Linked DNA regions of Mus musculus: all the other regions are linked to region 2. The links are chromatin contacts, called in public HiChIP or PLAC-seq and promoter capture Hi-C maps. All regions are on one chromosome and are shown on one strand. The core of a region is the stretch at or near the end of the contact, and the rest is flanking DNA. Distances in the headings are between cores, read along the strand shown. Region 1 has its middle 16 kb from the start of BC049987. Region 2 holds the start of Ccdc84 (coiled-coil domain containing 84). Region 3 has its middle 23 kb from the start of Ddx6. Region 4 holds the start of Treh (trehalase (brush-border membrane glycoprotein)).

What was found. Promoter capture Hi-C pulls out the DNA fragments that hold promoters and counts their contacts. HiChIP or PLAC-seq counts read pairs in DNA pulled down with a chosen protein or histone mark.
Region 1: a contact with region 2 is called in a promoter capture Hi-C map of the HPC-7 cell line, with 6 times the contacts expected there. The contact joins the enhancer-like site here to the promoter of Ccdc84 in region 2. A contact is called at or near these places in 20 of 39 promoter capture datasets (the 3T3-L1 cell line, 3T3-L1-derived adipocytes, the C10 cell line and 13 more), 7 of 484 Hi-C or Micro-C datasets (the 3T3-L1 cell line, 3T3-L1-derived adipocytes, B cells and 4 more), 20 of 115 datasets of contacts at active chromatin or transcription factors (the 230-238 cell line, the SCID.adh cell line, bone marrow-derived macrophages and 14 more) and 4 of 9 other capture datasets (adipose tissue, liver, macrophages and 1 more).
Region 3: an H3K4me3 HiChIP or PLAC-seq map of bone marrow-derived macrophages shows a contact between it and region 2, with 4 times the contacts expected there. The contact joins the enhancer-like site here to the promoter of Ccdc84 in region 2. A contact is called at or near these places in 16 of 39 promoter capture datasets (the 3T3-L1 cell line, the C10 cell line, the HPC-7 cell line and 11 more), 3 of 484 Hi-C or Micro-C datasets (bone marrow-derived macrophages, cortical neurons and embryonic stem cells), 15 of 115 datasets of contacts at active chromatin or transcription factors (the SCID.adh cell line, bone marrow-derived macrophages, effector CD8 T cells and 7 more) and 4 of 9 other capture datasets (adipose tissue, liver, macrophages and 1 more).
Region 4: a contact with region 2 is called in a promoter capture Hi-C map of liver. The contact joins the promoter of Treh here to the promoter of Ccdc84 in region 2. A contact is called at or near these places in 10 of 39 promoter capture datasets (3T3-L1-derived adipocytes, the SN4741 cell line, cranial neural crest and 7 more), 1 of 15 datasets of contacts at CTCF or cohesin (the NIH/3T3 cell line), 1 of 484 Hi-C or Micro-C datasets (bone marrow-derived macrophages), 14 of 115 datasets of contacts at active chromatin or transcription factors (T-cell acute lymphoblastic leukemia, bone marrow-derived macrophages, craniofacial prominence and 9 more) and 4 of 9 other capture datasets (adipose tissue, liver, macrophages and 1 more).

The regions. Positions count from the first base shown.
Region 1 is chr9:44,654,550-44,657,249 of GRCm38.p6, reverse strand. No RefSeq gene overlaps it. Among named protein-coding and RNA genes, the nearest start is that of BC049987, 16 kb to the left of the region's middle. Within about 2 kb of position 1,384, at least 62 of the 459 cell types and tissues checked have an H3K27ac peak or open chromatin away from gene starts, as enhancers often do. A contact at or near this core is called in B cells, the HPC-7 cell line, the SCID.adh cell line and 8 more, where this site is marked.
Region 2 is chr9:44,416,724-44,419,423 of GRCm38.p6, reverse strand. Ccdc84 (coiled-coil domain containing 84) reads left to right here and starts at 1,355. Exons shown (of 11, transcript NM_201372.4): 1 at 1,355-1,555; 2 at 1,628-1,791; 3 at 2,215-2,313. The coding sequence starts at 1,436.
Region 3 is chr9:44,580,224-44,582,923 of GRCm38.p6, reverse strand. No RefSeq gene overlaps it. Among named protein-coding and RNA genes, the nearest start is that of Ddx6, 23 kb to the left of the region's middle. Within about 2 kb of position 1,308, at least 105 of the 459 cell types and tissues checked have an H3K27ac peak or open chromatin away from gene starts, as enhancers often do. A contact at or near this core is called in adipose tissue, bone marrow-derived macrophages, fetal liver and 2 more, where this site is marked.
Region 4 is chr9:44,671,758-44,674,519 of GRCm38.p6, reverse strand. Treh (trehalase (brush-border membrane glycoprotein)) reads right to left here and starts at 1,287. Exons shown (of 15, transcript NM_021481.3): 1 at 1,180-1,287. The coding sequence starts at 1,259. BC049987 (cDNA sequence BC049987) reads left to right here and starts at 2,260. Exons shown (of 2, transcript NR_165440.1): 1 at 2,260-2,378.

The DNA.
Region 1 (2,700 bases), core at 135-2,634, 240 kb before region 2:
TACAGAGAATAAATATTTTCTCTCTCTGAGAAACAAATCCGGACATTTTACAAGGCATAGATAACCTTATACTCGGTCATTGTCAACAACACTATGGTCATAAGGATGTACCTTACAATGATGGATTAGACCCATTCAAGGGTAGAGTCCTTCACAGGCTTAGCCATGGAAGCGAAGGTAATACGGCTGCCTGGTGCCTATCTGAATTCCTTCATGGCCAGGATGTGGTAGCAAAGGGATCTGTGCCTTCCCACAATGAGGAAATTCCTCAGTTGCCTATAATCAGTTGTGGGTTGGTCTGGAGCTGCTACGTATTCAAATGCTAAATTTTATACCTGTCTTAGTCAGGGTTTCTGTTCCCTCACAAAACATCATGACCAAGAAGCAAGTTGGGGAGCAAAGAGTTTCTTCAGTTTACATTTCCACATTGCTGTTCATCACCAAAGGAAGTCAGGACAGGAACTCACACAGGGCAGGAACTTGGAAGCAGCAGCTGATGCAGAGGCCATGGAGGGGTGCTGCTTACTGGCTTACTTCCCCTGGCTTACTCAGCTTTCTTTCTTTTTCTTTTTTTTTGGGGGGGGAGGGGGGGGTGGAGACAGGGTTTCTCTGTATAGCCCTGGCTATCCTGGAACTCACTTTGTAGACCAGGCTGGCCTCGAACTCAGAAATCCGCCTGCCTCTGTCTCTCAAGTGCTGGGATTAAAGGTGTGAGCCACCACGCCCGGCTTCTCAGTTTGCTTTCTTATAGAACCCAGGACAACCAGCCTAGGAATGGCACCACCCACAAGGGGCCCTCCCACCCTTGATCACTAATTGAGAAAATGCTTTACAGCTGGATCTCATGGAGGCATTTCCCCAACTGAAGCTCCTTTCTCTGTGATAACTCCAGCTGTATCAAGTTGACAGGTAAAACCAGCCAGTACGATTGACATCTTGTCAACTTGACACACAAATAGCAACAAAACCCAAAACCCAAACCAAAACAACAGCAACAACAACAACAACAACAACAACAACAACAACAACAACTACTACTACTACTACTACTACTACTACTACTACTACTACTACTACTACTACTACTACTACTACTACTACTACTACTACTACTACCTACTATTACTACTATTTTGTCCTAGAAAGATATAACTTGTTAAAAAAGGAGCCCCCAGAATTAGATTTGGGACAGGATTTTGTTCTTAATCTTTCCAGGAGAATAAAAGCATTCGACTAAGGAATCTAGACGCCACTGGACAAGTGTAACATCGGAGGAAAAGAAAACGTCCTAAGGAAAAAAAAGAGTAAATTGGCTGAATGGAATCACCCACGTCCAGCTTGTCTCTGCTGCCCCCTACAGACATAAGTGACAAATGGTCTTTACGTGGTCCCAATTCAGTGAAACTTATTTAAAATTAAAGCTGGCTTTGGGCCTGGAGCGTGGCTCTCTCCTTCTCTAAACCCACACATGCTTGTTAAAGGCTACAGTAGGCCTTGGCTTCGTAGAAGAAGAAGAAAACTGAACGGAAGGACCAACGAAGTTGGAGCGGAAGACTCGGGCAGGTCTGCAAACCAGCTCCTAGCTGTTCTTATAAACACTTCACGTAGCCGGTGTGCTGGATCCCAGCACTCTGGAGGGAGAGGCAGGCAGATCTGTGAGTTTAGGCCAGCCTTGTGCCACCATGCTAGGCACTCAACTGACCTTTAATTCCACACCTAACCAGCACTTCACCAGCGAGGGCGCGTACCCCGGAGCCCTGCTGGAAGTTTTGCTCAGTGGAACGAACTTATCATCATCTATTTTGAGATTGCTACTGATGTCGGGTTTTGACTATTTCATTTCCTGTTTATAGGAGACGTAATTGTACAGGACTTCAGGGACTGTAAGCGTGAGCCAGGTCAGACAGCAAGAAATGAAGGCAGAAGAAAGCAAATTCCCAGGAGACTCGGGGCAGGCCCTCAAGGGCTGGAAGAGAGAGCCACCTAGCGGACTCTGAGTAGAGTTCTGTTTCGTTTGTTTTGGGTCTGCGTAGCCCCTGAGCAAAGTCTAACAGGAAACTTTATTGTAGTTTCTTAATAGCACACTGTAAGGACTATTAGTTGAAAGAGACATTGTTGGGTGTGACACAGTGACATCATATAAGAAATTATCCATCCCTATATAAGTAGTCTCCAGGCCATGAGTTCTTGATGCCTGGAAGCACAAGATTCTTTTGGCAAGCATGAGTCAGACAGGGTTTGTATATTTGATATTAACTAGATTAATAGTAGAATATATCAGAGTGTTGTATTAATCATTTTTAATTATTCTAATGAAATCCTTGAGGCAATTAACTTATAAAGAGAAAAGGGTTGTGTTTGGCTTATGGTTCTGGACTGACCCATTCATTGGGACCAATGGTGAGGGTTCAAGATTGACTGATCCTATCACTTGGGGCCTCTGGTGACATGCTGTCAGGAGTATGTGTGGAACAAAGTGCTCACATTATAAGCTAGGCATCAGAGCAATGGTATTCCAGTCTCCCTTCAGATACCAGAAGAAGGCATCAGATGCCATTACAGATGGTTGTGAGCCACCATGTGGTTACTGGGAATTGAACTCAGGACCTCTGGAAGAGCAGTCAGTGCTCTTAACCACTGAGCCATCTCTCCAGCCCCTAGGGCTCATTTCTTAAAGCATCTTCCTCCTTTAATTGTTGT
Region 2 (2,700 bases), core at 106-2,605:
AGCCTAGGGATCCTACAAAGTACCGCCTCACACAAGAGATGCATTGGGAAAGATACAAGAAAAAGATCGTCTCTACCCAGGCAAAAAGCAGCAAGGAACCACATACGAGGCAAGCATAATATAGAATGGGATTGGCGGGGCACTTTCCAGGGTAGTTTTTGATTGGTGGGATTTTATGGTCTGATCTTGGGCAAACTCCTGGATTGGTGGAATTTTGTGACCTGCTCTAGGAGCAAGCTCAGTGATTGGTGGAATTCTGTGGCATGTTTTTAGGGTAAACTCAGTGATTGGTGGAATTCTATAGTCTGATTTTTTTGGGACAAACTCAGGGATTGGTAGGATTTTGAAGCCTAATACAGGATTTTTTTTTCCTTCCTGCCGGGTGGGGCTTGACTACCTGTATATGCAGGCGCTGGAAACCTGGCCACTCAAGGAACTTAATTGTAAAGATGCTGGGTTTTGTTTCACACAAGCCAAGTTCAGGTGGGAAATGAGCATTTGGTAGAGGAGACTGGCAGGAAAATACTATCAAGTAAGCTTAATTGCAGAGACCTTGGGAGCAGACTGCTTTGAGCAACTTTGGAACAAATGGGGAAAAACATATTGGGTCTGACCTGGGCGGCGTATGACATTATTCTTGTAATGGCGATAGAGCATGATTCACTGTAACCATTCAAGTTTTCAGAATTAGATTTCCCAGCCAATGCTCGGAGAAATGACTTACAGAGAATATTCTTGTGCAGAACACCTTTGAAAATTAAGAATATCACAGTCTGCCGGGCAGTGGTGGCACACGCCTTTAACCCCAGCACTTGGGAGGCAGAGCCAGGCGGATTTCTGATTTCGAGGCCAGACTGGTCTACAAAGTGAGCTCCAGGACCCTTCCTCGAAAAACCAAAAAAAAAAAAAGAATATCACAGTGACTTAGACCCCTGCAGGTCTCAGGGAAGCTGGAGGGGCTGCTTAATACACCTCTCTAGCTTTCCTCAGAGGTCCTCATTTCTTCAGGAGTAGATTTTTTTTTTCCCATGTGTAAAATGCCAATAATCTCACACCACAAAGCATCGACGTGAGGATTCGGTGAGGTCATTAGCACAAAGCACGGGGTCACAGTGTGCGCCCTGAAATTACCAGTTCTGCGTTGTTACGCTAAACTGGGTCTTTGTCAACGCCTGAAAGTGTGCGATCTGAGGTCCTAACTGGCGTGCATTCTTTCTCGTTCTTTCACAAGCTGCCGGGTTTTCTGCGGGTGCGTGGGAGGTGGGGGCCCGGAGTGAATATTCCGCGCAGCCGCAGAACGGATTGCAATAGCGCCTACTGCCTCTAGGGGAACCGGGAGCTCCTAGGTCGCCCCGCCCCGTCCGGCCCGGAAGGGTCAGGGGTCAGTGGGTGGTGACGAGCCGCCGCTGTGTGGGTGTTCCCGGGTCCTGGGTCTATGGCGCCACCGCAGCGATGTCCTCTGTGTCGGCAAACTTTCTTCTGTGGTCGCGGTCACGTCTACAGCCACAAGCACCAGCGGCAGTTGAAGGGGGCTCTGGAGCGGCTTCTACCGCAGGTGCGGACCCGGGGCTGGGGAGGCCAGGAATGTGGGCTGGTTTCAGGGTCCTAGCTGGCTTCTGTCCTGCAGGTGGAGGCCGCCCGCCGGGCCGTCCGCGCCGCCCAGGTGGAGCGCTATGTCCCCGAGCACGATCGGTGCTGTTGGTGCCCGTGCTGTGGCTGCGAAGTGCGAAAACACCTGAGCCATGGCAACCTGACAGTGCTACACGGGGGTCTGCTGGAACATCTGGCCAGGTGACAACTGGAAAACACCCACCTCCCCCGTACAGACAGAGAGTTGTACACACGTGTGGCATGGGAAGTTGAAATTGGGGAGAAGGAAGGTCGACTTTGTGACTTAGTTGGGTTATGGACTGAACTACCTGGCCAACCGTGGAGTTTAGTGGATCTTAGCCCTTCCACGGTCCCAGTGGTGTGGGTGATCTTTCTAGAAAAGCCAGGTTGCTCTCCTCTCACCACCACCACACACTTTATTGGAAGAAAGGAGTCCCAAGATAGAGGTCTTGAAGAGGTTGGTATAAACAATCCTCTTCTCTCTGCCAAGCCCACAGAAGCAACCCAATGGCCAATCTGCATTACTTACCTAGTGCTCTGACATTCGGTACAGTTTTACTCTCTTAATGACTAGCTACGATTACTCTTTCTCTCCATTCTCAGCCCAGAGCACAAGAAAGCCACCAACAAATTCTGGTGGGAGAACAAGGCCAATGCCCAGATGAAAGAGAAGTTTCTGATCTCCCCCCAGGATTATGCACGGTGAGTTACGTGTTCGTGAGTTATCCAGGTCTTTGTCAGGCACAAGAGCTTCTTTTTTTTTTTTTTAAAGTGGTTTTTTTTATGCCATTCTTTTTTTTTTTTTTTTTTTTTTTTAGATTTATTTATTTATTTATTTATTATATGTAAGTACACTGTAGCTGTCTTCAGACACTCCAGAAGAGGGAGTCAGATCTCGTTACGGATGGTTGTGAGCCAACATGTGGTTGCTGGGATTTGAACTCCGGACCTTCGGAAGAGCAGTCGGGTGAGCCATCTCACCAGCCCCACGAGAGCTTCTTTAAATTGGGGAGTTCTGAGGGAGTGTGATGGTCCACATATGTAACCCCAGGACTAGGGAAGCAAAGAATGGATCCTTGAGCAGCCAAA
Region 3 (2,700 bases), core at 59-2,558, 160 kb before region 2:
CTTTTTCTTTTTCTTTTCTTTCTTTCTTTTCTTTTTTTTTTTTTTTTTTTTTTTTTTTTTGAGACAGGGACTTCATGTAGTCCTGGCTGGCTGGAACTCACTATGACTGGCCTTGAACTCCCAGAGACCTGCCTGCCTCTGCTTCTTGAGTGCTGGGATCAAAGGTGTGTGCCACCATGGCAGCCATTGCTGGTATTTTCGTGTTAAGCTCGCTTGACCTAAAAATATACTCACACTGCTCGTGGCTCGTGTAAGATGTAACCACGCCCCTCGCCGTAAAGTCAATCATCTCTTCGGTTCTCCTTTGCGATTTCCTCTTTAGTAGGGTGTGTGTTGGAAGAACCGCAGCATGACTGACCAGCAGGTGCCTGGCTTTCCTGTTGACAGCGACTATCCCAGCAACACGTCACACTTTCCCCATCAGCAACTGTCAATAGAGACACCTGTTGCTTCAGTGGATTCCAGGGATTCTGTTGAGAGCAGCGGTTCTCAACCCGTGGGTCGTGACCCTTCCACAGGGGCCACGTATCAGATATCCTGCATATCAGATATTTACATTATGATTCAGAAGGGTAACACAATTACAGTTACATAAAACTGTAATTACAAAATTACAGTTATGAAGGCACAACAAAAATAATGTCATAGGTGAGGGTGGCTACAACATGAGGAACTGCATATAAAAGGGTCTCAGTATTAGGAAGGTTGAGAACCACCGGTCTAGAGTCACATCTACGCCCCAGCCCCATTATGGTGTAAGATGAAATCCTTCCCCAAGTTAGAAAGTTAGGAGGGAAGGAGAGAGTGAAGGAAAGACAGAAGATTGTTCACACGCGAACTTTCCAGCTTTCAGTTGCTCTTCAGTAATCTATTTCCTTCACTGAGCTTCATGATAGCAGAATCCAATGAGTAGCCCTCTTGGTACATTTACATGCCCTATGCTACTTAGATACCAAGGGACAAAAATTACTTTTACACAGCAATCTAATAAGGAAAACATAAAATCCCTGGAAACCCTTAAGTAACCCTAATGTCACCGATCAATCAACATGAGCCCATAAACTAACTTGGGCTTTTGGAAGCACTAGTCTCTGCTGCGAGAGTTTGCTTTGCACACTCAGTGTGGAGCTGGAGGCAAGTAATCACACAGCTATCCACACTTTCAAAGGTGCAGCCGGCCCAGGAGTGGGCGATGAGCAGACAGAGTCAGGGAGAAGAGCATGGAAGAGCTGTAAAGGGTCACACAGCTGTGCCTGTGGGCAAAGCTGGGGGTGGGATCCTGCAGCTCAATTAGAGGAAATTAGTTGTGTTTGTTTCTGTTTCTATGACAACCAAAGTACCTTAGAAACAGGAAATAGGCCAGGTGGGGGAAATAAAGAGAAACACAAATCCTCACATTACAACACCCTTAATGGGCCTTAAGACAGCCGATTGTAGACTTTCCTAGTTAATGGTTATAGAAGCCACTGGTTTTATGCACATACTTAATCCCAGCATTTGGGTGGCAGAGGCAGAAGGATTAACGACAGTATCTTCAGCTACAAAGCAAATTGGAGCCCAGCCTAAGCTATATGAGACTCAGTCTCAAGAAGAAGGTGGGGAAAAAAAGAACAAGAAGAGATGGAGGTGGCAGTTGGGTCACCAAAATGAATCAGTGTACTATGGCACTTTCGGCCAAACCTGACAACTTGAGTTTGATTCCCCAGGACCCACATGGTGGAAGGAGAGAAATGAGTTCTGCACGTTGTCTTTGACCTCCATGTGCAAGCCTTGGTATCAGAGCGTGGGTGCACGCACACACACAACGAATAAGTGTAAAGCATTTGTATTTAGTGATTTAGATATTTTCCTCTGCAATCTTAGATTTATTTTATTTTGTGTAAATGAGTATTTGCCTATATATACAGAGGTTCACCACGTGTGTGTCTGGTGCCTGCAGAAGCTAGAAAGAGTGTCAAATTCCCTGGAACTGGAGTTATGAATGGTTGTGAACCACATGTAGGTGCTGGGAACCAAACCTGGGTCCTTTGTAAGAGCAACAAGTGCCCTAACCAGAGCCATCATCTCTCATGATTGGTACACCTATTTTTAGAAGATTTGTTGTTATCTTTAATCATGTGCATGTGTGTATGCTGGGCGGTATCAGCTCCTCATGGACCTGAATTACAGACAGTTGGGAATCGCCACCCGCATATGGGTGCTGGGAACTAAATCTGGGTCCCCTGGAAGAGCAGTGTGTGCCTTCAACCACTATAGTGAGCATGAAGGTAGGTGCGTGTAGTTAGTATAACAAAAGTTATATTTTATTATGCTGAGGGTTCACACTCTGAACTCCTAACTAATGGTTTGAAGCCTATCTCCCCAAGGCTACTCACCGGTACGAGTTATCTTAGCTGAAGGTCAGGTCCAGTCTTTAACAGAAGTCTAAAGTCTCTAAGTCTTTGATTTGAGGGTCAGGACCCTGTTTGAGATTCTGTAGCCACAGGGTAGATCAAGGTGGCGTCTCTCTAGATGTGTAGAGCAGAATATTGCTCTCGATCTCTGCTTATATACTGTTGAATGGGTGTCACGGGTTCCAGGACTGTGTCTGGTTATCTTGGGTGAAGGATATCCCTGGGTTCTGGTTATCGGGTGCAGCCTTGGGTGGAGTGTTGGATCTTGTCTAAGCTATTTTTAGATGTCTGAAAGGCATTTTGTTTT
Region 4 (2,762 bases), core at 38-2,537, 260 kb before region 2:
TGCCTTCAGTGGCTGTTTGGGTTTTTGTTGTTGTTTTTGAGACAGGGACTCTGTGTAGCTCTAGCTGTCCTGTAACTCTCTTTGTAGAGAGTCTACAAGCACACGTGTGACTGTCCAAGTGGACTACTGACATGCTCTCAGGGACAAACAGCGGCACTCATGGTAGGCACTCTGCAAATAGCCCAACAGGACACAAGAGACTGGATGGAAGAGCCACTCTGTGTCCTGCCTACTGGTGAACAAATAAGTCCTGAGGATTATTCCAGATCCTTCCATACTGCACACCTGGGCATCAGTGAGTAAGTCACAGCTCAGTCTTCATGCATCCCTAATCGGCTCCTCAGCCCCACCCCCCAGCCCCAGCCCAGTCCTGCCAAGTCCGCAGGGCTTGGTCTCCTTTCCTTAGAGCTATCTCCACCTCATAGCCTGGTTCTGCTTCTTTCCAGGCCACATGGGACTTTGTGACCCTTGGAGGACACCTCAGAGCCTTTGCCCTGCTCCCTACTTCTGTTTCAAGATGGCTCCTTCCACGTTCCATCGGCCCATTGCATCCTCTGAGACACCCCCTTCTGCTTCCTCCTTGCTTACTTAGCTCCTACCTTCTCTTTGTTCTTCACCATCCTAGGCCTTGTTTTTACCCTTCTTGCAAGAACTGGTGGAGGGAGGGTTCCATGAGTCCGAGTGGAAGAGAGAATGACAGTTCCAGACCCAGGAAGTAGAGTGACCCCCCCCCATCTTTGTATTTGCTGGTAGAAGCTGAGGCTCAGAAGAAAGGATTGACTTGCCCTGGGACACAGAAAGAGCAGCAAGGTAGGCTGAACTTATGTGTAAGTTCTTGACAGGACCTAGACTCCCCTCACGCTAAGCTAGGCAAGCTTTGCTAGAACAGTGAAGAGAACAGCCCTGCTTGGTCCAAGGAGCTGCTTGGCTGGTGAGCTCTGGTCAGCAGCACGGAGGGCAGACATTGGTCAACAGCTCTGGAATTATACATAGGCCTGCCTCAAAGTTCCACCTCGTTCCAACACAGTGAGTTTGGTGTCAGGTTTTGGTCCTTCTACCCCTACAAGCCTGGTTTCTTCCTTCTTTATCCTCTGAGAGGCTGGTCCTCAGAGGGTAAGCTCTCATCCCAGCCTTCCACCCTTGTCTTCCCCCACACACACAGCTTCTCCACCTCCCTACCTCTCACAGGGTGGTGGCAGGGCCTCCTGGGACCTAAGTCCCAGCCCCAGCAGAAGCAGCAGGTGCAGCTCCCAGGTCATCCTGGGCACGGTGCCTAGAACGGAATGAGCAAACCCTGGCACCTCTGGCTTGCTGAACACGGCCTGCCTCACTTGCCTACCCAGGTCAGCCAAAGTCCAGGCTATGAGGTGTGGCCACCTGAGGGGGGAGATGTGTGTTTCAACTTCTTGTGGACTGCTTACCACTTCTGCCCTCCAGCTACAGTGCTCACTACCCCATCAGCCACTTTCTTCCATTTCTCAATTCTAACTGGTATTACATGCTCAGGGACTTTGCTCAGAGTTATATGGGTGGGCACCCAAGGGCCAGGGCCACAACTGAGGTCACCCAAGTATGATTTAGACACTGAGTCTGTGTGTGGCTCCCTAGTCTCTAATGCCAGAAGGGACCATTTCTTTATCACTTAAAACAGAATGGCTCAAGTCTTCTCCAAAGCTTTATCAAACTCCCTGTTATCTACAGGAGACCCTGTGAGGACACAGGACAACCTCTCGGGGATGGATCAGGAAGCCCCACCATAAGATGATGTCTGCACTGAGTCCTGAGGAATAGTCAGGAGGCCATGCCATCACATGAGACATCCAGAGACTTGGTGCAAAAGTTGTGTGACAGGCTGGAGGGACATTTTGGCACCAGTTAGTGAAGAGGTTTTGCCAAGGAGCTGGTGAAATGGCTCAGAGGTTAAGAACATTTGCTGTGAAGAGGTCAGCTCAGGAACTTTGACAAATTCCACCAGACCCCTCCCCTCCTGGAAGAGAAAGTTCATAGAGCACACAGGCACCCCATTCCTCAGACCACAGCAGGGACTAACCACTGACCACCTGCAGATAAGGGAAGCCCAGAGTACAAAGACAGACCATTGGCTGCCCCCACAGACAAGGAAAGCCCTTGCCACCCCATTCCCTAAGGACCAATCAGTTTAAAAGTCACACTGTTCTACCAATCACGTTGTGCCTAGTGGCTGTTGCTCTATTCTACCTCTGAAAGCTGTATAAAAACTGGCCAAACGGGCTGCCCAAGGTTGCTGCCTTTCCTTCAGGTGCAGGAAGACCCCAGTGTACTGGAACAATAAATTCCTCTTGCTTTTGCATCGATCCCTAGCTCCAAGTTGTTCACTGTGGCAGGGGTAGGGGTCCCAGGTAAGCTAAGGCTCGTTAGAGTCTTACATTTGGTGCATGGGCTGGGAATTCGACCTCCTGTGAGGACACACCAGAGAGCCGTGAATCAGAGGTCTCGAGCAGGTACCAAGGTTCTTTCTTGTTTGCCTTGCTGTTTGTCAAAGTCTGAGTCTGTAAGTCTGTTTGAACTTTTGGTTTGCTTGCAAGTGTCGGGGGCTTGGAGAGTTTATGGTATCTGGGGTGGTTAAGTGCAGCTGACAGACGTGCCTTAACATTGAGACTGCTGGGAATTTGGGGGATACTCCAGAGACCCTGAAGGGAACTGGGAGGGCTCCACTCCTTCTGGAAACAGCAAGACAGTATTGGCAGGAGCTGAGTCTTCCTATAATCTGGCTCCTGCTGTAC